2 separate regions of the Mus musculus genome follow, and region 1 is linked to region 2. A link is a contact called in public promoter capture Hi-C data. All regions are on one chromosome and are shown on one strand. The core of a region is the stretch at or near the end of the contact, and the rest is flanking DNA. Distances in the headings are between cores, read along the strand shown.

Evidence for each region. Promoter capture Hi-C pulls out the DNA fragments that hold promoters and counts their contacts.
Region 1: a promoter capture Hi-C map of embryonic stem cells shows a contact between it and region 2, with 3 times the contacts expected there. The contact joins the promoter of Grem1 here to the promoter of Ryr3 in region 2. A contact is called at or near these places in 3 of 39 promoter capture datasets (embryonic stem cells and liver) and 1 of 484 Hi-C or Micro-C datasets (embryonic stem cells).

Annotation. Positions count from the first base shown.
Region 1 is chr2:113,755,303-113,762,265 of GRCm38.p6, forward strand. Grem1 (gremlin 1, DAN family BMP antagonist) reads right to left here and starts at 3,346. Exons shown (of 2, transcript NM_011824.4): 1 at 3,189-3,346. Gm46756 (a long non-coding RNA gene) reads left to right here and starts at 5,855. Exons shown (of 2, transcript XR_003954050.1): 1 at 5,855-6,963.
Region 2 is chr2:113,211,272-113,218,470 of GRCm38.p6, forward strand. Ryr3 (ryanodine receptor 3) reads right to left here and starts at 5,812. Exons shown (of 104, transcript NM_001319156.1): 1 at 5,669-5,812. The coding sequence starts at 5,719.

The sequences.
Region 1 (6,963 bases), core at 2,096-4,595, 540 kb after region 2:
ATTTTACCAAGGAGATAAGAAAAATTAATGATTGGCATGTGTCATAAATTGTATGTCCTGCACGTTTGTTGCAAGTCTCTTAAAAATAATCTGCCCACTAGGGCTAAGTCAGGCTGGAATCCAACACCACACAAGGTGAGGAGGAGACACCTGGTGGTTAAATATCTTTGTAGTTTCCGGGAAGATTTTTTTTTTTTTTAGTGCAGTTAATAATTGTATACAATTATTTGAATCCGCAGGAAATGAATTAGAAAGTATAAATATCAAATGCTCACCAAGCAGCAGTACTGAGTGACAGCCAAGTCATATGCTACATTTTGTAATGGTTACAAATATTTGGGATTTGGGATTAAATTCAGAATCACCCTCTGGTCTCTCATGCCCAACACAGCCACTAGTAATAAAAGGTACCTCTTAGTTTTGGTTTGTTTTTTTTTTTTTTTTTTTTTAGTTTTTACTACATCAGACATTATGCTAAACACTGTCCAAGTTTTGTCATGATAAATTATGAGGTATATAATAATGTCTTCCTGTTACTAATCAGGAATCCATCCAAGGTCACATAGTTTATAATGTGGATAGCCAGGGTTTGAGCCCAGTTTCATCTAATTCTAACATGTCCTTAGTCACTACGCCAGTGACATTCAGCACAGCATATTTAACAAGGAACATGTGGCTTTGCTTTTTTAATGCAGTAGATTTTGAAAAATATTGTAAATCTAATAATTATCTATTTTGTATCTTTGTGTTTGCAAGCAGAGGAAAAGACTCCTTCTGTCATGGGAATTCTTGTTGTATTTTGCATCTCTAAGAACATATGTTAAAACTAAAGAAAATTCTTTGCAGATGTAAGACATGGGCTGGTAGCACTTGCCTGGTCAGTGCCTTTCAGTTAAATGTGTAGTTGCTGCTCCGAAATGCCTTCCTCTTCTCCTCCTCACATAAAAGGCTGAAGCTCTCCTATATGTCTTTGGCTTTGCATTCTCAAACACACTCCGAAGCTTTGCTGCCAGCAAGCATTTCTTGGGGAGGTCTGGGACCATGGGGGTTCTTTGTATTCTGTCACTTTGTAGACTGGACCATTGAGACTGAGGTCACCAATAGCATCAATTTAGAAGGACAAGAGGTGGACATTGAGGGGTGTAAGGACTTAGCGTGTTTCTGTTCTTCTCTCCCTAAGTGCTGCTGTGAAAACCGCATTAGCCAATTTGGACTTCCTACAGATTGTGGGTTAACAAAACATTTTACTCAGAGTGAACTTTGAAGATCATAGGAAAGCTGTGAAGTTACAAAGTTTACAAAAGACACTAATTCCTACAATGACCCGGAGGTTAAACACACACACACACACACACACACACACACACACACACACACACACACACACACACACACGGAGGAGCCTTAATCCAACGGTGCAATGTGTCCAATAAGAGTAATGAAAACACCTATATCTGCAGACTTGGTTGTGGTGATAGTGAAGGAGGATCTTGTTTTCTTAAGATCCTTTTCCTTCGTTGCTTTGAAAAGTCTGTACTCCCAAGTGCCCTGTGCCGCCTGCCTGCCTTGTCCCAAAAAGAAAAAGGGGAGGGGGTGAGGAGAGGGCAGCCCTGGGGTGAAAGAAGAGCCCTCACCCTGGGATGGGGTTATCTTAACCTCTTCTACGCTATTTATTTAACTTGTAAGAGCAGTCAGAAGGAAACCACTACTCTGGAGTTCCTGGGACAGCTTAAAGCCCTGGTGACCCATTGAACACAGTAGATTGTTTTAATCAGTTCGTATCCTGGCACCATCTCAGGGGAACATAAACAGACGTGCGCACCACTTGGGTTTGCTCTTTCCACCAAGAGATCCAATTACTTACTGATGGTCGTCATTCTGCCCTCCAACAGTTAAGAGGAGATTTTAACCCCTCACTTCTAGGCTATATTTCTCCATCAAAGGGTAGGGATTTGGATTCTACTGGGGAGGGGAAAGACGGCTGCTGAGCTAGACCAGAGAGCCCCCTAAGGTTCTCTGGAAGGTCCTCGGACGAAAGGCTAGTCATCTCGCATCCTCCCCAGCCAGTCTCGCTGGTGGATGGTTGCCAGAGCCGGGCATAGGCAAACACTAAGCTGAAGAACGCCAGAGAGGGAACAGCCAGTCCAGGGCTATAGAGAAGTTGTTCTTCCCAAACTAGAATTCAGGAAATAAGTAGGACCAGGGAGATGACAGCCACATGCCTTTCCCTTCACTCTAGACTTCTACCAGGAGCTAGAGAGGGCTCACCGGAATGGCTCACAGCAGCGGCAGCGAGCGAGGAGCAAGAGGCAAAGCGCGCAGTAGAGCGCAGTCGCTAGCGAGGCGCAGCGAGGCGTTACCGAGGCCTGTGGGGTACAGATCGGCCAGCATCTACGGAAGTGGGAAACAGCCAGTAGTGGCTGCCCGGCGCCTGCAGGTCTGCTGTATGGAGGATGAGAGCGTGGAACCCCCCAAGAGGCTCAAAAAAGACAGCCACGCGCCGGCCGGAGCACAGCCAGCACAAGAGTGTGTGGCGCGTGCACTCAAGCTTCGAGGTACCCGACCCCGACTTGTTAAGCCGCGCGGATTCTGTCTTACCAGCCTCAGTTGCATCTGCCATACCCGCAAATGCACACGCCACCAATTCCCAAGTCCTTAGCAGTTACCACTCAAAGCCCTGGGACCGCCACTCCTACAGACGCCCCTGTCCCAGCCCTGTACCCAACTCTCAAGGCTGTCTCTGCTTGCAACTTGCTGCGAGGTCGGCTTCAGCTCACAGAGATGCCAGCTCCGGGGCTCTGACTCGGCAACAGTGCCCTGTCCCGGCAGGCGACTCCCGCGGGCTCTGTGCTTCAAGCACCAGGACCGAGTTTGCAGGGTTCCAGCACATGGAAACGGGATGCACTTTTTTGACAACTTCTCTCTCTACCTTCCTCCCTCCCCCGTGGACCCAGTGCCCCTCAGTCACCACATCTACCTCTGCGGCAGGAAGGACCAGGTTCGGTTCTTTAATGCGCACTCAAGGGTCTTTGGTGCACCAAGGGGCTGTGTCACAACTGAGAAGAATTCGAGATGGTATGAACCCTGGGGACTCCTTGGCTAGCCTGGGTTCATACCAACACACACGCGAGCGAGCGCGCGCACACACACACAGAGACACACACACACCAGAATACCGCCGCGCTCACCTGTCACTTCCGTGGGTCCTCAGGTTCTTCGCTGTGGACGAGTGGCGCTGCGTGAGACCGCGGCTCGAGCCACTTGGGCTCGACGCGGGAGGAAGACGAAGGAGAGCGCCGCTACCACGGTACTCTGGGTCTCCAGGTCTGCGAAGGGCGCACCTAGTGTCGGGCATCTCCCGGTCTCCGGTTTAAATGCCGCCAGCCAAGCGCCGGGGACTGCGTCTCTCCATTGGTCAGGCGCCGTCGCCGCCGCGGGACCCGCTATCCGCCCCCTTTCCCGGTAGTGCCCCCGCCCACTGCACCCCTCCTGCTTCCCTGCGGGGTCCCCTCTCCGCCCGCCTCGCCTCTTTGTCTACACCCACCCCCCTGCCCCTGCCCGTCTGGGTGGGAGAGGTCACCCCAGGGAACCGCGCCTGGAATGCACAGCAAATCACATTTTCCGCTCCCGTTGGAGAGGGGAGCGAGGGAGGAAATCCCCCCACCCCGGCTTCTAGCCCCTCATCCCTTTCCAGCCCCAGGTCTGGGCTTCTCTAGCAGGCTGAACTTCGCCTGCATGGGGCTCCACGCTCAGGAGTCCCGGCTGCGCTGAGCAGAGCAACGGAGCGGGTCGTGACAAGCTAGGTGTTTCCTCACCATTGTGCTGAATGGCACCGTTGGACAGTCTGGTCAGACAAAGCAGGAGCCTTAAAGGATCTTCCCGAGGCCCCCAACGTAAAGGGTGTCAACCCTTGAGCTGGTGTTAACCCAGGCGGGCTCCCTAACAGCCTGCAAAAGGATACCCTCTTCTTCTTGGCACTGGCTCCTTCTGCTCAGATGCCCATCTACCTGAGCTGAGTGTGTGGCAGAAGAATGAACTAAAAGGACCCCAGCACTCAGTCCTTTTTATCAAGTGTTAGGGGAGGGAGTAAGAAATATACTGAACACCTAACAGGTACTGTTCATATATATATATGGAATATATAATATAAATATATATTTGACATATATATACACACACAAAGCAACTGAAGCAAGAAGGGAACCTCTGTTAATATCTCAAAAATTAGGACGTTCTGAATGACTTTTTGCAAATGGCAAGCTGTATCTGTATACTCTTAGTGCACTTCACACACACGCACATACCCAAACATACACACACACTGTTCCACAGTTAATAGTTGTCTACAGAGTAGAGCCATCAGATGAGCTTCAAGATCTATCCTGGTCAAGTGGACTTAAGCAGAGTTATGAGTCCCGAAGCCCACGGAGTTCTAATGCAGTGAATGCGGAGTTCACTGGAGCCCACCAAGAGGGTGCTCGGAGCCGGTGTGAGAATAATTTCCCCCAGAGAAAAGGGAGTTTATTTTATAAACTCATTAACTCCCTCTCATCTAAAGTCAAACCTTAATTACATGCCCCTTCCTGACTCATATGAACTATTCCAAATAACAAATGCAAAGAGGGGAAATTACCCTCCTTAAACAAAGTGTTAGTTTTTGGAACGCCGATGCTAGCCTAGCGTTTTCTCCACAGTCCATTTCATCTCCCAGTCATTACATCATTTTTCTTCATCATCATCTATCACTTCCTGTCACCCAAGTATTTTCTAGAATGTAAACTGCATGAGAGTGTGGCCTTTTCTATTTTGGTTGCTTTGATTACATGACACAAAATATGATGTCTAACGTAACTGGGCTTTGATAAATTCCTATGGGCTGAGAAAGTTAGGCATATTTGCACTAAGTAGGACTGTCAGCTGGGCCAAGTGCTGAGAATATAACCTCTGTGGACACAGCAGCAGAGGCCTTAGCCTCTTCAGTTTGGAGTCTAGAATGTTTGTAAATATTTATGTAGATAGGCACTTTTTTGGTCTTTGTATCTGCATTTCCACAGGTGACAACCACTGGTTGTCAACCATTATGTAATCTGGATGAAAGTAACAGAGGACAGATTCTTTAGAACCCTTTAAGCCTAATCACACAATCAAAACTTGCTTTTAATAAGAGGGAAATAAGGATCGCTCAACTAGTTACTCAAATTAAACTTTGATGGCGTTGAGTTAGGGGGAATTTAGACAGGGTCTCAGAATGTAGTCTGGGCTAGCCTTGGCCCTGCAACAAGTCTTTGTTTATTTCCTAAGGGCTAGGATTACAGGTCTGAGCCATCACATCCAGGCCCAAGTGAAACTCTCAAATCTGAGGTGCTTAAGCAAGGGTAACTAAATGATAGATTCTACTTCCTGAAGCCACTTTCCAACTACTCTGACGTAATGTGAGAGGAGTTTGTCCTGATTGGCTACTGGTTTGTAACTGTCTCTTCTTCTGCTTCACCCATTTATTCACAGAATGTCTACCCCAAGAATGCTGACAGGAACTGCATTCGGGAAGAACCTGAAAGACATTTATAGGAAGGTTTTGCTTAAAGCGTTAGATCTCTCCTCCTCCTCCTCCCCTTCTCCTCCTCCTCCTCTTCCTCCTCCCCTTCTCCTCCTCCCTCTCTCTGTCTCTCTCTCTCTTGCCCTCTCTGTCTCTCTCTCTTGCCCTCTCTCTGTGTCTCTCTCTCTGTGTCTCTGTCTCTCTGTGTCTCTCTGTGTCTCTGTGTCTCTCTGTCTCTCTGTCTCTCTCTCTCTGTCTCTCTCTGTCTCTCTCTGTCTCTCTCTCTCTCTCTCTCTCTCTCTCTCTCTCTCTCTCTCTCTCGTGTGTGTGTGTGTGTGTGTGTGTGTGTGTGTATTTAGCTTTTATCAGAAGCTTAACTGTTTTAGGCTCCTGATCTAATTTAATTTGCAGAACCTCTTGAATTCTACTTTATTTCTTCTTTCTAAGAAGACCCAGAAGGCAGGCATCCATGGGGGTTTATTATCTGGCACACAGAGATACATGAGAAGACCTCAGCGCTGCCCTTGTTCCCTCACATGGTGTCTGCTTGGGTCCTGTAACATTAGAATTGGCATGTAAACACCGTGACTTCTGCAGACATCACTGTGAAAACGTCCCAGTTATCGAGCAGTCCTGGCACTTCTCCCTGTAACCCAGCACTTGAGAGGCTGAGGCAGAAAGATTATCATGAATTTGAGGCTTGCATGGGCTAGTGAGTTTCAAGCCGCTAACTCTAGGCTTACAGAGTGGAACTCTGTCTCAACACAAAAGTCACAAGCATACTATTGTATTATACAGTTAATATATACAACAAAAAAATTTTTATAGACACCTCTTAACACTAGGCAATTTAAATAATTAAACAGCCAATGCTGTATAACATGAACATATTAGCAATGCAAGTTTGAGGATACAGGATTTTACTTATGAAGACTTACAAATACATAGTCTGAAAATTCAGATGTGCTCTGTCTTCCTGGGATTTTCTATTAAAAAAAACAAAAACTGAGCCTTCTTTTGCTCCTTTATGGCCACTGTGACTTACAGAAGTCTATTTTTAAAGCACATTTATTCATTATTATTTGACAGATATATATACATGTGTTGAATTTTGGTCATTTTTTTTACCCCTTTCATCCCCCTTACCCCTGAGAGCTTTATTCTTTAGGAAATAAAAATGCCCTCCTACTTCCATGTCTTGTGTATGGAACCCACTGAGTTTACATAAGGTTACCCAGCTGAGCACCAGTAGGTTATATACTGGAGTATGGGTGTATGTCACTCCTCATATTGTCGCTGAAGCATGTGACGCCCCTCCATGAGGGCTACTTTAGGCTTGAAAGAAGGGGAGGTCTCATGAGCCCTTCTCCCCTCTGATAAAATGTTGACAGGCTCTATCTCATGCAAGTCTTACACAGGTAACCATA
Region 2 (7,199 bases), core at 4,562-7,061:
AACATGGTTGCTCTACAGTCTTAGCCCTGGCTGCACTCCCCACCACAATGGCATCTGTGCCCAGCTACCCCAAAACGATTTACAAAGGACCCTCTTCTCCCCAAGCAGAAAACAGAGAAAAGAAACAGTGAAATCCCTGGGTGGGGAAGCTCCATTGGCTTTAAAGGAAAGCAAGTCCCTGAGAGAAAGGAATAATGAGCTTTATAAGGGAGTAGAGGGGACTGGGAAGGGAAGCTTCACAAATCAGAGCTGTGGGATTAAATGGAAAGAAGTACCCTTGTGACTGACTGTAGCGGCTTTGGTGACATTCTGAGATGACAATAAGCATCTGAGTGTTCTGTTACACAGCTGGACTCCCAGAAGCCTGCCTGGCTATATGTGCCACAACTTGCTCTTTGCATCCTCTAAAGAGACAGCTTGAGAGAAGTCTGGGGTCATTCTAGTCACGTGATTGCAAAGAAGTACCAGGGTGGCATCCTCCCTGGGTGGGTTGAAGGCACAGAGCATGGTAGAGAGATGGGAATCACTCTGGTACTTTTCCATTAAGAGCCAATCACATGCAGGATTGATTTCCTGTTGTAGGACAGACACAATGACAGTGCCCTATGAAATGCACCTGCTTTTGTCATTGGGAGTATATTTAGAATTACTGTTGCTTTTCTTGACTCTCCTAGTAGTAAGGCAGCTTCAGAGATACAGATAATAATATATCTCTATGTCAGATATCTCTCTATGTAAGATCTCTGTATGTAAGATATCTCTGTATGCAAGATCTCTATCTGTATGTAAGCTACAGAGGGTGAAACAACAACAAAAAATCTCAGTTTTCTTAAATGGCTCATTCAAGGTCATGAATAAACTAATATAAGAAACAAGAATTCCTCTATGTTAAATTTTTTATTACAGTCTTCTAGTCCTACTGGATAAATCTTATATTGAGGGTATCCTTATGAAAATAGCTGATTTATAAGGGTTTTTCCTGGTGTGAAATTGAGGAGAAGGCGCCACTGTAGTGTATTTTAGAGGTAGGGTCCTCCTTGCCTCACATAGGGAGAGAAAGGCCACTGGAAAGGATACCAGATAATAATATAAATCACGTGGTCAGTAAAATCACGTGGTCAGTAGCTTTAACTGGAACATTCTTCAAGAAGCAATAATACAAAGGGAAAGCCAGGGGATAAAGTAAAATAAATTATCATAAAATAATCAGAGACAAGGTTGGATATAAACCCATTCAAACACAAGCTTTACAAAAATGGGCATTAGAGTATTTTGTTCTCCAGATAAATTTCTCCCACTCATTTCAGTTTCAACATTTCCCCCCTTCAGAAGCCCAAAAGAACTGAAGAAATGTCCTTACTATACATTAGATGAGTGTTAGAAGATAAAATCGTGTTTAAAAAAAAAAATCCCAATTTCCTTAAGTGTCCTCAATCTTCCTCAATATTTGCATAAAAAAATAAATAAACAAAAGCATTCGTCATACATTCACCAATTGCAGGCTGGTTTCTTTGTCTCTTTCGTCATCATGGCCACAGCTCATGGTAAACGTCTGCAAGCTTGCAGTCAAACCTCAGTTCTTTTCCTAAGCTCAGCAGCTAAAACCTCTGGTCAACCCTGGTCCACAGCAGTTAAATGCCACAACACCCTAATGCAGAAGCAGTTTTCCCAGCTCAACTTGATTACTTGGAAGAAAGGGCCTTGCTTCCTATTCACACGCACCAGGGGCATTTCGCTGGGAAGAAGAGAATATTATGTGCATTACTACACTGGTACCGAATCAAATCAACTCTGAGAGATTGTCAAGGAAGAGACTGTGTAGTTGAGAGGCCCTGTAGAGACCTTGGAAGGCCGGCATTAGCATTCACACTCATTTGGCAGTAGAGCTCCCGGTCGGCCCTGCAGATGTCCACACCTGGGTATCTGGGGTCTGCCTTCTAGCTCTGCCTGCATTATGCTCTCTGCAGCTCCAGGAGGATGTTTTTCACATCTTTCCCACTTGGCATCCTGAGCAAAAGTATCTACTTCAAGAGCTGGGAAATAAATCCACACTGCCTACAAGAGAAGCAAGCTAGCATCCGTAGCCACCAGGTAAAAGTTCACCAGCACTCCAGCCAGGAGCTATGAGTTCCAGAAGGGCAGAACTCACATCACTGGTAGAATTCTAATACACAGATATGTTTGAATCACCGTGGAAGGATGAGAGCATCCCTGACTTTCGATCCAAATACCCTTCCTTGTTCAAGAGCAGTTCAGGGACAAAGGAGAACAACTTTTTACAGAGAGGGCTCAGCTAGGCAGCCTGTGACCTGTCTTTAATAGAAATGGATGCCTACCACATCCCAAGTTCTGTTTTAAGTCCCTGTATGATAGAATGAAGCTAACAAGGAGAGGGCTGTGGTATGAAAACAGCGAGTGAAGGCTCAGAGCTTTGTTGCAATTTTAAATGGCTAGTGTAGTCTATGGGAAAACTGCATCTCCCTGGCACTCCTGATGCCAGCCACTCTGCCAACTGTCTGAAGACAGGGTAATTGTCACTCTTCTCGCCATAACTTCTTGTTTTCGGATCAGTGGCTGGCAGGTTTATCTGCTTCTGAGCAGCCTCAGAGCCACGTCAGTGACACCGGCTACGTCAGCAGGAGCAATTGGAAAGGAGGAAGATGCCACTGCCAACAGCAGTGGGAGAGAAAATTCTAACCTTACAGATCAGGTGATTCTTCTCTCTGTCTCTCTGCATAACAGACGTGGCTTCCAGTGACTTCAGAATCTATGGGGTTCCATCACCTTCTGGAGGTTTGGAGTATAAGTTTCATCTCCAAAGCCCTTGCCGTTGACCCACTCTTACTTAGGAAATGCTGGGTTTCAAGTGTGCCAGAGTATAGAACATCAATTCATAAGGGTCTAAAGCTACACCAAACACACCTTGGCTGGCTGCCTCCTACCTCATTCTATGCCATCGATAATTCTAGCGGCTTTCACTGTTGTCACTTGCGTGATCCACATGACATTATCATCATCCTCAGTTTGATTAGTATCCACAGAAGGATGCTACTCTGTAGTTATTTTTTAAGGTAGATTTAAAAGCCTTTGCTCTCTAAGACAGCAATCCTTTAAAGTTCACAGCTGCAAAAGGATGATTCTGTTTCACTGTGAAATAGTCACCTCTGGTCCAAAGCAATGTTAAGGTGATTGACACGTGGCCAATATGCTCTAGCAGATTCCGTTTGTAGGGAAGAAAAATATGCTAAGGTAGAAGTGAGTGAGTTCAAAGTAAAATGCCCTGTGTACAATGCAGGTATATTCACAGGTGAAGACATTACCCTGCTAAGTAGAGCACAGTGATTCTAACTTTCTGAAAAACTGAAAGATAATGTCGTGTGTGTGTGTGTGTGTGTGTGTGTGTGTGTGTACGCTCGTGCAGAGATCAAGTATATGCTTCCAGAGTTCCAATAAATCGTTTCATCTAATTCATGGCTAATGAGGAACAGAGTCAAATTCATCTGCATGGACTCCTAATATTCTAACCTCTGGAGCAGACCTCACAGCTCCATTGGGAGTTAAACTTAACATTACATAATAACAATTACCAGCAACTTGCTGGGTAGCCACAGCCAAGCCGTTTGATTTCCTGTACCTCTCTCAGTTCCAAGCAAGAATAAGATGAAGATCATACTTAAGATTACCTCATGTAAACTACCTCACAATCCTTTAAAAAAAAAATCCAGGTAATTTTGCTGAAGAAAGAATTGGTTTTGTCATACCTGGGAGTCACTCCCTGGTGACCTCAGCTCTCCTTCTGAGCTGTGCAGATACTCAGCCCTCTGCAAATGAACTATTGATCAGGGTGCTTGAGCCCCACAGAGTCTCTAGATTGGCTTTAAAAAGAGTTCCATTTACTCTGATCTCCAGAAAACTGGTGAGACAAAGTTAAACAACCACTGCCATTTTAAGCCTTGGCTACAGGTGTTCTCAACTACAACAACACTGCCCAGTACAGAGAAGGCTGGGAAGATGGCTACCGAAGCTAAGACAAGCAGCCTACATGAAATGAAGACTTGAGGTCAGGCTTCGGATCTCTAACCTTAACTCCTTGAGTCTCATCTTCAAGCTGCCTCAAGCTGCCCAAAGAAAATTTCCTCAATTATCTGTGCCTAGACTTTTAATAATAAACAAACAAACAAACAACATGGCTGAAGAGGGCACAAATCCAGAAGCACCTGTGCTGTTAGTCATTCACTATTGAGGACACCTGTTGGAGGAAAAGCAAAAGGGTCCCACGGGGCTCTGGGAAGAACAGGTAGTTTGCCGGGCCCTGAGACAGTGGGTGGGCTGTGTACAGTGTAAAGATGAACCAGGACAAAGTAGACGAGCTTCTGGCCTCTCGGACGTATTAGGAGAATGGTTGGTCTTCTCTGTCCGTCAAACAAGACCCAAGACTGAGCCTTGACCAAGGAACTGTGTTTGAAGAAGAGACAATGGAAGTAAGGATGGGTCTGAAAATTATTAGAAGGAAACTGCAAAGCAAGAGGGAACGTTCCAAAAGATGGACAGAGCAAAGTTGTCGTCCTCTATGACCAGGACAGAAAGAAGCAGGGCGCTCTTAAAAAGGACAGTGCAAGGTAAGATTTTCATTCTAATTCTCCAGACCTACCTACCTCGTCACCTAGCACTTATAAAGCATTTGTCAGTTGCAAAATATTATGGAATTCACTATTTCATTTAATTATCTTTCATGAAATGCTAGTTACATTTGCCTCCATTTTACACGAGAGGAAACTGAGGCTACGTAGAGAAGATTATATGAATTGTTCAAGGTCAGGTGGCTGAAATCAGCCCTAGGAAGCAACCTGCTGCCCCCTGTCCTTCAAGGTGGTCGACCACCTTGAGTTGTTAACTCCCGAAGGGGAAGACAGGCATAGCAGCGCTGGACTTTGCCCCGTTCCCCAAATCTGGGATGGAGCATTGCCCTCCATCCAGCGCCAAGAAGGGGACCTGATGACGCGGAGCCACAGACCGGGATTTCCCCATTCTGCAGGGTTCTTGGGAGCCTGGAGCACAAACAGTAGCTCTCACACACCCGCGGGTGAGTCAAGTAAGGTTTAGCAGCAGTTGCTGAATAGAGATTTAAAGAGAAGGGAGACGGACAGTACTGGATGAATTCCCTTCTGATCAGTCCCTACATTGCCACCAAAAGCAGGCGCCCGGTTTCCAGACCGGGATCCCCACTCTCGCCCCTGCCCCATTGGCTCCTTTCTTGACTGTCCCCTAGAGCCCAAAGGCAGCTCGAATGAGGGACCCGGCAAGGTGTGGAGGTGACAGGAGGCCGGTTGTGGAACACCTCTGATCTTCTGGGTCGGAGGAATCACAAGCCAAGCTCAGCTTGAAGTTTGAGCATCAAGGGTTTCAGACCAAGTAGCGAGTTGCCCGGAGAGCGAGCAGTCCCGGGTGGGAGACCTGAGAGTGTGAGGTGGCAGCACGGAATGAGGGGGAAAGGCTGAAGAAGGGGCCCCTTTCCACTCAGCCCCTCACCGCGGAGAGGTGGCTGGTCCGCCTCTGCAGCCTGCGAGTGCGGAGAACGCGCCCCGCACCGCGGCGCAGCGCAGCCCCTCCTCACCGCGCCGCGCTCCTCCCCACCTGCCCGCCGCCTCGCCCGGCCGCCGAGACTCACAGTCCTCAGGAACTGGATCTCATCCTCGCCTCCTTCTCCCGCTTCGGCCATGGCTCCCAGGGCGTGCGCTGCGCCCCAGCCTCGGGCGCCTCTGTTTCCCCTAGGCAGCGGCGTGCGCTGACTGCTGCTCTGCCGCTGCTCTTTCTCCTCCTCCTCCTCCTCCTCCTCCTCCTCCTCCTCCGTCCTCCTCCTCCTGCTCCTCGCTCAGCCTCAGCAGCGCCGAGCTAATCCCCGACCATATAGGGAGCTGGGCTAACACTTGACTGCACTGCAGAGCGCCAATGCCAGGCGAGCAGCCCGCCCACCCCTCTCTCCTCTCGCCCCAGCCAAGTGCGCGGCAGCCACGGACTCCGCGGACAGCGCAGCGCGGCGCGCGCCGGGCGGGTGTGGGGCAGAGCTAGGGACCCGGGCCGGAGCCGTGGAACCTCCCCCGCACCGCACGGCACCGCACATTCGGTGGAGACGCGCGCCCCGCGGCGACGGGAAGATGGCTCTTACACAAAGGCCAGTTGCTTAGATTCAGTGCCCCCAAATTGGGCACAAACCCTCTAGATTTGTCCACTTTGCACGGTGCATGTGTGTGTGTGTGTGTGTGTGTGTGTGTGTGAGAGTGTGTGTGTGTGTGTGTGTGAGAGAGAGAGAGAGAGAGAGAGAGAGAGAGAGAGAGAGAGAGAGAGAGAGAGAGAGAGAGAGTAAGTATTGGTTTCATATTTGGGTGGGAGTGCCCATCTGGAGCAGGGCGCTGACCACTCACCACCTCACCACCCATAATGGGTGTTCCTTTTTCATGCAGCAAGGAGAGACTGAGGGTGACTGCTCATCCATAACAAAGTTTGTAACCCCGTGGGTAGCTCTTCTTTAGAGAACCCATTCACTCTTTAAAATTTGATAAGGAGAGGGTACAATAATCAGAATGCACAGTACACGTGCATGAAATTGGCAAAGAACAAACTCAATAAACGTTTTGGTTTTGTTTTTTGTTTTTGTTTTTTTAATCTGATAAGGACACTACACCCCCATTGAATAGAGCTTCACTAGCCCCTGGGAGCTTCAAGAAGCTGTCCTCAATTTGGAAATCAGATGGCGTCAGAATTGTTTCTTTGTGCCCACGCTTACCCATACTCTGCACTTTAGAGCTAGCCCTCTGGACTCAGGGGAGTGTGAGGCTGCTGAGAGCACACAGTGTGTCCTAGGAGGCTACTAATCCTTACCTGACCTTGGGTGGATTTTTTAGGATTTGGGAGCAGTGAGATTGGTCCTCTAAAAGCACAGAGTGCAGGGTGTCCCTTCTGTATGCTGGTCAAGTAGTTTCTGGGCAAAACAAAAATGTTTTAAAAGAAAGTGCCTCAAGATGTAGGTGAGTAGCAGCTCTGGGTCTGAACCTACCAGCTCCTCTAAAGGCTGCCTGGAATACAGCATGCCATCCACACATTGTGGCACTTTACCTTTCATGCTTGCCTCTATGCCCAACCTTTGGATAAAGACTCTTGTCTCCATCACTGGCAAGAGTACATGTTGATAGATGAAAGGC